2 separate regions of the Mus musculus genome follow, and region 2 is linked to region 1. Evidence: chromatin contacts called from public promoter capture Hi-C data. All regions are on one chromosome and are shown on one strand. Each heading gives the region's core, a stretch centred on a gene start, on an enhancer-like site or on the middle of the called end of the contact. The rest is flanking DNA. Distances are from core to core; before and after follow the strand shown.

Evidence for each region. Promoter capture Hi-C pulls out the DNA fragments that hold promoters and counts their contacts.
Region 2: a promoter capture Hi-C map of hippocampal neurons shows a contact between it and region 1, with 11 times the contacts expected there. The contact joins the promoter of Tcerg1l here to the promoter of 6330420H09Rik in region 1. A contact is called at or near these places in 3 of 39 promoter capture datasets (hippocampal neurons, liver and pre-B cells).

What each region holds. Positions count from the first base shown.
Region 1 is chr7:135,851,650-135,857,192 of GRCm38.p6, reverse strand. 6330420H09Rik (RIKEN cDNA 6330420H09 gene) reads right to left here and starts at 3,074. Exons shown (of 2, transcript NR_166518.1): 1 at 3,003-3,074; 2 at 1,217-2,289.
Region 2 is chr7:138,395,309-138,400,851 of GRCm38.p6, reverse strand. Tcerg1l (transcription elongation regulator 1-like) reads left to right here and starts at 3,122. Exons shown (of 12, transcript NM_183289.3): 1 at 3,122-3,531. The coding sequence starts at 3,199.

The sequences.
Region 1 (5,543 bases), core at 1,825-4,324:
GAGCTTCCAAATCCAGCTGGAAACCATAAGTGCATACTGTTTTAAAGTACAGAACTTGAGGCAACTTACTATACAGTAAAAGAAAGTTAATAGGTGTCTACTATCATGTAAGTCCCATATTCATAGAGAAAGGAGCCATTCCCTCCATAAGAGCATCAAGCCAGAGCCAAGGGCAGCTGGAATGGCCCAAAATAACATGGAAAAATCACACCGGCAAACAACAGCCCAGTGAGAAACGCAGGCACTGTCTGCTTTTCTACAGCCCACAAACTAAGAATGCTTACAACATTTGCAAATGGTGGAGACAATTAAAAGAAGAATAATATTTCATGACACATGAAATTTCATATATGAAATTCAAATTTCAGTGTCCATAAATAAAGTTTGGTAGGAACACAGGCACGTTCATTTATCAAATGTTGCTGATGGAAGCCTTCTCTTGCCAACATATGAATTGAGTAGTTGGAGCTGAGACAGCAGCAATAGTGGAGCCCGAGAACCCAAGGGACTTGCTCTTTTTTTCTTTTTTTTTTTTTTTTCTTTTTCTTTTGAAAGACAGGATCTCATGTAGCCCAAACTGTCTTCCTGGAGCTTACTCTACAGCTCACAGTGGACTGGAAATCCTGATCTTCTTGCCGCCCGCTGTCTGTGTCCCTAAGCCTGGCTTTTGTCGGTGTCTTTACAGAAAAGGTTGTGACCCTGAAACCCTGAGTTCTGACATTTAAAGAACCTTCCCAAGTATCACTGAGACCTAAAGACAGCACTAGCTCCTTACGCACACAGGACAAGAGTGGCTGTCCGGTGGACAAAGATATGGATATCACTGTCAATGGAGTCAGAGGACTTCTAGTATTTTTCTACACCACGTATTGTTCAGACAGGTAATTAATTTGCACATGTACACACATATACACTTCTGGTTTTAAGATTTATTTTAATTTCTCTTGTGTGTGTGTGTGTGTGTGTGTGTGCCTGTGGATATGTACTTGTTCCATGTGTATGTAGGTACGGGGGGGGGGGTGCAGAAGGGATTGTCAGATTTCAGAGTTCTGGGAAATGAACCTAGGTCCTTTTCAAAAGCAACAAATGTTCTTAACTGCTGAGCCATCTCCCCAGCCCCGGCACCTACCCTTTAGTACTAAAGAAAACAAAAGGTATTTGGTGGCTTCCAAAATTTAAATTATATTTAGATTAGGAATGATATTAGAAACAGCAACAGGATCTGATATTTTTATTCTGTGGATCATACCACCATGTAGAACTGTATTCTTTTGTCGCCTATGCATTCATTATGGAGGGAACTGTTTCAGTTTTTGTTTTTGTTTTGAGACAGGGCCTCAAATAACCCAGGCTGGTACTGAGCTTCCTAAGTACCTTGAACTCCTGCTTCACCTCCCAAGTGCTGAGATCTCAAGCGTGTGCCATACTGGGCATTTTGGAACTTCAGCATCAGATAAGGACAACCCCAAAGTCACTTTGTATGGAAAAAATAATAATTATTATTTGTTGGGAGCAGGAAACCAAGAAGGAGGGAGCTCAGCAGAGCTCCAGATATCCAAGAATCCACCAAAGAAACATCTGAGGAGGAAAGAGTACTTTAAAACAAAGAAAAATCCCTTTCTCACTGGACTCAGGGAAGTCCAAGACTCATTTCTTAAAACCTTTACATCTTATCATTCGACTGTTACCCTGGGATTGCCAAATGAAATGCCCAGGGATCAGACCCAGGCAGACAGTGAGGTCAGAAGTTATTCTCTTCTGTGAAGAGTACAAAAGACATTTTGTAAAAGCCAGGCCCAAAGAAGGAAAAGAAAGAAGTCATGCAGAGAGGCAACACATACAGAGACGTGCTTCATGCAAAATTTCAAATGGCTTGGTGACAGCTCTGAGAACCTGTCTGGGGATAATTTTATGGAAAAGCAGTCACAATGATATCAATTAGGAGAGCAAGAAGGATGCCTGCTCTGTCATTTCGGTGGGAGAATGGCTGTTGATTTTCCTTGGCATGCTCCTCACAGGCACTTTGAAGACCTTTCAGCTGAGAAGGGAAATCCACACAGTGACAGGTCCCCCACATGTTTCTCCCAGCGGTTACAACTCCATCTTTCATCCTTTGCTAAGTGGGGCGCTCAGAACATGTGTCAGTGCCGGCTGTGTCTCCTTTGAGGCCCCTTGGGTATCCTCGGGGTATCACTGAGCACAGCCCAGCATCCCCTTTCTTTGGCTTCCGGTTCCTCATCCATACAGTGGGAAGCCTTGCCTTCTCCGTGGAGCTTGGCCAAAAGAAAGCTGAAAAAACAAAACAAAACATACAAAAACCCGGAAAACAAAAAACAAGCAAACAAACAAAAAAACAAAAAACAAAAACACCCAAAGTCTAAAGCACCAATCAGGAAGATTCCGTTAGTCTCTGAGTTACAACTGAAAGGCCAGGTGGGTCAGAAAGTACATCTGTGCGAGAGAGCGAGTCCACAGTCACACAAGGTCACTCAAAATACATTTGCTACCTGGAAGGTAGGGAGTGACTGCGGTCCCCATACAAGCAGACCAAGTGCCTTTTCTAGCTACCAATATCCAAGGAAAACGTGAACAACCTAGAATCAACTGCCGTCTCAAACCAGAGGGGGGCGGGGGGAATGCCCACAACTCAATTAAACTATATCGGCACAATCCCCAAGATAAAACCAGATAGAAAAAAATTAGGGGTGGAGGGACAAATGTAGAATGCCGCATCTGTTTCTCAGGCCCCTCGGTACTAGAAGATCTGGCTGTGGTCTTCACTTTGTGCAGCAGAAGAGGGCAAACCTGCCTGCAAGTTGAAGCTCCCACGGGCAAGAGCAAGTGTCTTCACCGGTAAGTGCTGTTGTGGGCTGGTGGGGGCTAATACGCTATGAATAGAGATGTTTTAAATGTATTAAACATTGCCCCCCTCCTTTTTTTCCCCAAGATTACACTGACAGAGCCTTCCTTAAACATTATTTGAATAAAGCCTCATTACTCACAGTCCAAAGAAGTTCATTAGGAAGAGATGGCTTTGGAAAGGAATCAAGAAGCTTGCCTTTCTTCTCAGCAGTGAATTACATTAGCTACTTCCCAGTTATTTAAACCTTGAAATAAAAGATGTAAACGCCGCAGTGACATCTTAAGATCATTGCGGAGGCCGGTCTTGCATGCACAAAAATGCCCAGCTGGTCTACAGATAAAACAGATTGATAATTAGTTGCAAAATGTAACATTTCATCAAGAATATTTTGAATAATCCAATTTATCTTTGTCAGATATGCAGCACATATTTTTCTGGGGAGCAGCTTTGTTCTTTAACATAATATTATAATTTCAGGCTGCTAATGAAGGCGCCCGCCGGCCGGCCGGGCCTTGATGTGTGGCGTGGCGGGGAGCGCGCCGCGGCCCGGGGACCGGTGCGCCTGAGCTCGCCGCGCCCCGCTGCCGCCACCTGCCCGCCACAGTGTGGGCTGCGAGCTGCGGGCCTCGGGCCGCGGGCGATCAAAGGGCCGGCGGGCAGCGGGGAGGGCGCCCCTGGCGGGCAGAGCGGGCGGCGGCGGGCGGGGGGCTCCACCGACTTGGCTTCTAATTAACCGATGGAAAGGCGCCCTGGCAGCCCGGGTGGTGATCACAGAGGCAGGCATAGTTTGGTGCAAGCTAGCAGGACCCGGGGCTGTCCCTGCTGGGGTCTACTTGAAGAGGGAGGGGCAAGGACAGTTTGCTGATCATAGGACTCTCGGATGCAACTTGCTTCAAAAATACAGCCATCATGAATTCCCAATGCCTGTGACACCTAGGGTCCACATGCTGGTCCAGCCTTTGAGGTGTGGGGCATGGTTCCTGCTTGAAACCCCACATGAGAGAGAGTAACCATGCTCCCTTGTGGAGGCCCAGGCCTGTGCAAGAGGGAGTCTCCCCTTAACTGTGAAAGACCCCCTTGCTATTCTAAAGACCTTGGTTGTAGTGTCCAGAAATGAACTCAGACAGGCCTTTCTCCAGGGATCTTATTTCCCACAATTCCACCCGCGTGGCCAGAGGCCAGGTCTATACTGACTCAATTTGAAAGCCCCATTCCAAAAGATGCTGAAACTGGCAAGGCAGAGCAAACCTTCCTCTTAAGAATGTCCTTACCTATATTTGCTCAAATGGATCCCAGGTACAAACTCTGTGTGCAAAACCTTTATATCTCTTAGAAGTTATCATTTTAACTGCATGTGCAAGCCTGTTGCAGTTGGGCAATATTTTGTATTTTCTGTCTTAACACCAAAAATGAAGTCTCATAGCTCAGAAATTGGTTAATAACCTGTTCTGATACCCAAACTCCCCTGAGCAGTGTGTAATGGGCATTCATTAATGTGGCTCGTCTCTGTCCCCTGTGGTCTTCAGCCAGCCCAGAGGAGACCTGGCCCATGACCTTGGTGTCTTCATGGAGGCTAGAACGGGTGGCAGTGACTAAACCCACGATGTCTCAGGCAGCTCTTAGTTCAGCCAGAAAACCCAGCATGAGCTGAGAAATTCTTCAGATGGAAGCTTGAGTCTGGAAAGGGAGGAGACCTTCACTGTGGTCATAAGTTTTGCTTGTAGGAAAATGTCAAAGACTCAGCCACTAAGGACCTGCAGAATGGGGGAGAGACCTTTAAGGCTGGTCTCCCTTTTCTTTTCTTTTCTTTTGTTGCTTTTGTGTCACAGCAGGGGATTTAAAAGGCTTCTCTGTGGGTGTCCCATCCCGTGTGGAGGAATGTGTCATTCCAGGCTTGTGTGAGAACCAGGTACAGCTCAGAATGTACACAGCTGCCAGGCCCATTGGGATCAGGGAAGAGGGACCACAGAGACCAAGGCTACACATATCCTACAGATTAGAACCCAGCTCGATAAAATCTGTGTGAGTCTCTGCAAGCAAGTAAGCACTTGCCCTTCTCTTTCCCTAGTCTTTGAATGCACTCTGGCATCTCTGTGACCACAGGACCTGATACCCAGGAGAGCCTGATGCTTGTTGCAGGGTGAGTTTGAATAGCCTTATGGGTACTGGGTAAAAATGAGCTTTCATTCTTGAACACACACACACACACATGTTTAGGAAGAAGTTTTGTGTCAGTATGACCCTCCTTTTTAGTAAATGTCTACTATGCCCCTAAATAAAAGGTCTCTTCTATAGATGCCTCCTTGGGACCCCAGTGACTCCCTGTCTCCTGCATCTTACCTTCTTCTTGGGTCCCCCCAAAAAATGAAGTTAGGGTTAGATAAACGAAGCCATGTGCTGTGGTCAGGATATGGTTTGTCCCTGCCAAAATTCACATGGAGGCTTAATTCCCCAGTGTGAGAGCATGAGGCAATGGAGTCTTTAAAACTCATTTGGGTTCATGAATTGAGGAGCCTTCCCTCATGATGGATTAATGATCCTCTCCAGAGATAGGGTTAGTTCTCTCAAGACTGAATAGGAATGGATTGTCATAAAGAGTTTGGCTTCCTCTACTGGCCCTCTTTTTTACTCTCTCTCTCTCTCTCTCTCTCTCTCTCTCTCTGATATACAGATACACATA
Region 2 (5,543 bases), core at 1,873-4,372, 2.5 Mb before region 1:
CAGCACCCAAGGTGGTGGCTTGCTTGCTTGGCTTTTATCCAGGACTCCATTGTGTCACCACGATGGGTTTCCAGCAGCAGAGGACCTGATGGGGTCCTTGGAGAGGCAGCTTGCAGGTGGGCAGGGAACTGTGGAGGGAAGCCTGGGCTCTGAACCTCCCCCGGCTTCCCCTGACAGCATTTTAACTTTGCAGGCTGCATGGGGGCATTTGCACTTTCCTTTAAAAAAAATCATTCCAATCTTACTTAGGAAAACAAAATAAAAGACTACCTTCTCCAGGTTGCGATATCTCATTCCATCAGCCTCTCCCTAGCATCCTCTATTATTTCTCCCTGAAAGATGATACACAACTCAGAACTCATTAGTATCCGAGGATAATTAGCCTGTTTTCCTCCTTCTGTGGATGGCCCGCTTACACAGTGTTCTGTTTCACCTTCACTGAAATGATTGTTGGTTTGGTCTAAATATAAAGGACAGCTTTTGGCTGTCAGGATAGTTGGACATAAACCCTCTATAAAGCAAACTCCCCACTGACTTTTGTTGGAAGATGCATAGCACACATGCATTTAATGAGGTGCCATTTTCTGCCCCACGTAGGCAAATCCCCTAAAGTGCTGACCAGTAAGCAGATACAGATAAGTCCACTGCACCCCACATCTCCTAAGTGGGTAGCTTAAGATCAAAGAGGGCTGGTCTGCTGGCTTCTGACCTTCAGCTAATGCTGCCTGACTTGATGGTAGTATCCGCCTGTACCACCCTTATAGTTCTTATCTCTTTGACCCTTAAGCCATCCTCATGACACACAAGTAATCTTCACAGGAGTGATCATGGAGAATCCTCTTAAATAACCAGGAAGCCCAGGTGCCCAAGAGGAGAACTCACATCCTCCAGGGTATAAAGTTGTTCCTGGATTATATGGGGGCTGAGGCAAAGGCTGGGGAGTCGATGAAATGAGAACCTGAAGGAGGATTTAAACTCCCTTGAGCCTCCTCATAGCAATTAACTAGTGGGAGCTGTTTTTTTTTTTTTTCCTTTTTTCTGTTACTCAGACTCCAGCACAGAGCATGATGTAGAAAAGTGACTCCAATATTGAGATCCTTGGATAGTGTTGAGCCTCTGACAGTTGACAGAAAAAGAGGAGTGTGACCATTGGAGGCTCTTTGAGCCTGCTCTCTCTTTTGAGTCAGGAAGTGCCCAAGGTGTCAAGGCCTTTGAACACCAGCCCAGACAGGAACTTAACCTTTAGCCAAGTTGCCTAGCAGAGGCCTTGAGTGAGAACCGGTGTAGAAGCCCCCCAGGATGGTAAGTACCCACAGATTTGGGGTGACTCCCTTCCTTCACTCCAGGAGCTAGAGGTGCTGCAGGCCTAAAACTTTGCTTTGCTGAGAGTACACACAACCCAGACAAGGCCACTGGGAATCTTCTATGCCCCCAGGTCACACCATGAAGGAATGAATGGACCCTGTTCTACTTCTCTAAGAATACAGCTTTGCACGCGCAAGCTCTCGAGGGGGGATGGGGGGAATTAGTCTACCTAGCAACTGGCACAACATCCCAGTTTGAGTGGGAGCCTAGAGAGCAAGATGGCCACATAACATCACCTGTGTACATACAGAAGTGCAGCCTCCAGTGGATGATACCACTGCTCCAATCTGCGAAGCTTTGGGGCTTTACATGGGAAATAATCTTGTCAGTACTTTGGCATCCAAGAAAGGGAAAACCTCACAAATTGTAAGTGGTTTGGGTGGAGAGAAGTAGCGATGTGCCAGCTATGTAAATCAGCATATGTTGAGACAAAAAGAAATTGTGACAGGTCAGGAGGAAGTTAGAAAGGTAGGCAAACCAGGAAAACGAGGAAGCAACCCTACCTAGAAACTGATTGGAGCCAAGTGGGTGCTTCTATTTCTACCAGGAGGGGCTGCGAACGGGGTGAAGGGTGGTGAGTATGTGCCTGACCTAGGTGTGTCTTTGGATGTAGCTGTGCGGACTGCACTTTCCCGCCGTCAGGCAGGCTTCATTGGCAAGCTCCTGCTTGGTACCAGAAGTTGGATGCCTAGGGTTTCAGGTTCTTTAGCACGTGACAGTCTGTGCCCTGCCGCCGGCACAAACTGTCTAGGACTGGACTGGGGCTGGAAGCCGTTACCAGTTGATGTCAGAGGATCTGATGGAGAAGACCTGGCATTGGACCAGTCTACCCAGTGTTCTGCGCAAGCTAGGTCAGCACAGGGGCTGGGACCAGCGCCGCCTGGCGGAAACTGCTTGTGATCAGAGCGAAGCCTGGCTCCGCCGGCTTAGAGAAAGGAAGCTCCGCGTGGAACGAGTGGAGCAAGAGATTCTTTGACCCAGACACTTCTTGCGGCACAGCAGCTTATGGCGAGGCATGAAGGAACTCAGTCCTGTGCCCGGAGGGATTAAAAACAAGTTCACCGAGGCCAAGCCCTCTAGAAGAAGTCACTTGTGTTGTGCCTTGCATCAGAGAGAGGGTAGAGGTTGGGAGTCTGTGGGTTAAAGCAGAGGCAAAGGAGGGCGCTGAAGCCAGCAGATAGCCAGAAAGGACTTTAGACCCAGTACTAAAAATTCGGGTTTCCTGGCACAGTGAACCTCTAGAGACTTGGGAAAATATTTTGCATATTTATCCAAGAGAGAAATCGACCCATGCCTAGAAGGGTCCGGGACTCAGCTGGCGTCAACGTCTGCAGTCTAGTATTCCCTCTGGGCCCTGGGCCCTAGACTCACTTTAAATCAGGTAGATCACGCCGGGGCCGCCAGCTCCGCGAGTGGCGGGACCTGCCCGGTTCCAGCGCAGCCACCTCGGCTTCAGCTTGCCATTAGGATCGCAAGCGGGGTCTGGAGCCCCTGGACCCTCCGTGCGCACCGTCAGCTAGAGCAATTGGCCACCAGTAGCGACAACGGAGTGGGCTAGGGATCACAGTAGAAAAAAAATCAGCCGGCTGGGTTGGGAGCACCCCATCGTGCCGCGCTGTGTCCCCGCCTCGGGGGTCCGGATCTGTGGGCGGGGACTGGGGCCCCGCCAGGCCCGGGGCTGGCGCGGGCAGGAGGAGGGGCTCCAGAGCGGGCCAGGGGCGGAGCGAGCGGCCGCGTCGCGCAACCAAGTGAGTTCGCTCCGAAGCCCGCGCCGCCGCCGGCCCGCACCTCGGGCGCCCGCCGCCCCCGCCGCCGCCCGCGCGGGGGTGTAGGATGCTGGCGGGCGCCAGGCTCCAGCGGCGGCGGCGGCAGCTACAGCAGCCCCAGCAGCCCCGGTGGCGGCAGCCTCTCCCGTGGCCGATGAATGCAGACCCACCGCCACCGCCCTGGGTTTGGATGGTCCCCGGCACCGCCGGGCTGCTCCGGCTTGGCGCCGGGGTCGCGCCCCCGCCGGTGCTGTTGGCCTCGGCGCAGCCTGCCTCCGCCCCGTTGCTCCCGCGGCTGCCGGGCTGGCCAGCCCCGGGAGAGCCCCTGCTGCCCCTGCTGCCGCTGTCCTCTGCGCCAGACCACGCCGCCGTGCACCATTATCCCCTGCTCCACGGACAGGTAACGGCTCCAGCCCTGATCCCACCCAGGCTCGGTATTGCGGGTCCCTTCCTATCCTGGGGCTGCCCTGACCCTCGGGTTGGCTCTTCTCCGTTCCTGGGTTGTCCTGGGTTCTCCATACCATCAGGACGCAGCCGCGCATTCATACATTGGCAAGAAAGTTCATGCTTCGACGTCCGGTTTTGCTTTGGCAGTCTTTTTTTTTTTCCCCAATATTTTCCCCTGGCTCTCATTAGACCGCCCTAGATCCCGCATCCCTGGCTGAAGCCAAACAGCCTGGACCCAACTTTCCCCGGCGCCGGGCGCTGTCCAGAACGCGGTCCTGAAGTCGCTGCCTCCAAGCAGAGCGCTGCAGCCAACAACCGTGGCTGCCATCGCCTCGAAGTTAATACTTTTACAGTCTCCACCAGACTTGAAAGCAAGCTGCAGATCAATAGCTATTTCTGATTCTGATCTGGTCCCCCTACTCCTTCACATAGATTCAGGGCAGTGCTTAAGAGAATTCCAGCCACGGAAGGCAGCCTGGAAATCCTGCCATGAAAGCGTCTTGTGTGGGGAATTCCTCTCCTGCCCTCTGAATTCCCTCAAGCCAGATCCTACTTTAGAAGAGTTTGGCATGCAGAGACTGGAACAGCAAAGAAAAGTGACTGCACCTTTGATTGATGGTGTCGTGGTGCAACCTTTCTCCTGGCTTCGGCCAAATTCCTCGTTCACTATCTGTGCGAGTGAGTTTGAATGCAGGAATAGCTTGCATTTCACGCCGAAACGGATACCATTAGCACATTCAAATGAGCATTTTGTCACAATATACCTTTTCATTATTTTAGCCCGGTACCACCTTGTGACTTTTTTTTACAAGACGTCATGAAACTCCCCGTAAGCTATTCCTTAGACTTAACGATGCAGATACATGCTGTACTGGGCATCCTATCTTGATGTGTGATACACATAGTAGTCAGCTTTATTGGATAAGCTCTGCTAGCTTTTGCCATGTTTAGGAGGGTTGCCATTTCAGAGTGTTACCACTAGAGGTACATAATGTCAAGAAATCCCCCAAAAACACCCTGTATAAATAATTTTTTTAAAAAAAATTTCAGAAAAAAAATCTTAGCATTAGTCTTTTGAATATTGCTGCTATTCACTATCCAAATAAGGATAGGGAGAATCAGAAAGCTATTTTTACATATAACAAACAAACAAACAAAAAATGTGACTTTGAAACAGTAGCCACTGAGTGTTCCCCCACCTCAGCATTACTGGGGTGGTTTAGTGGGTGACCCATACTTGGTTGTGTGCCCTTCCTGTGCTGGCTGTATTATTTTCTGCACTGAGATCTTCCACCAATTTTCTTTTCTCTAGAATCTGTTTTAACGAACCTTCAAAAAGTTACAATCTTAACTCCTTAAAATAGTTTCAAAATGACAAATGAAATGATGCAAAGTAGCACACTGAAGGAGATGCCAGAGATACAGCTCTGTGCTCTCCATGACTGGAGGCTGAGAATTCAAAAGAAAAGGCCCCAAAGTCAGCCTTTGCCCCTCCCATCATGGTTTCCCATCAGCCCAAGGCAGAAACTCCTTATCTTTTCATTTTCTTTTTTCATTCCCCTTCTCCCTCCCTCCCTCCCTCCTTCCCTCCCTCCCTCCCTCCCTCCCTCCCTCCCTTCCTTCCTTCCTTCCTTCCTTCCTTTCTTTTTTAAGTTAGTCCTTTGACAGGTCCTGAATGCATTGAAACCTTTCTGGTTCCTTCCCCACCCTCTTTTGTTTTCTCTCCTCTCTCATCATCTGCTTTTTCCTCACCAATCCCTCTCCAGGATTTCTGACCTTAGGGCTTGCCTCCTGACCTACTTAGCTCACCTAGGTATCTGTGTAACCAGGGACTGTGGAAGTACCTTTGAGTCTCTCATGGTCTTATCTTGGAAGTTCTTTCCCTATAATCAAAGAGACTGAAATGATATTTTTATGATGATCCATATATACGATTTTCACAAGTTTCTTTGCAATTTATAAATG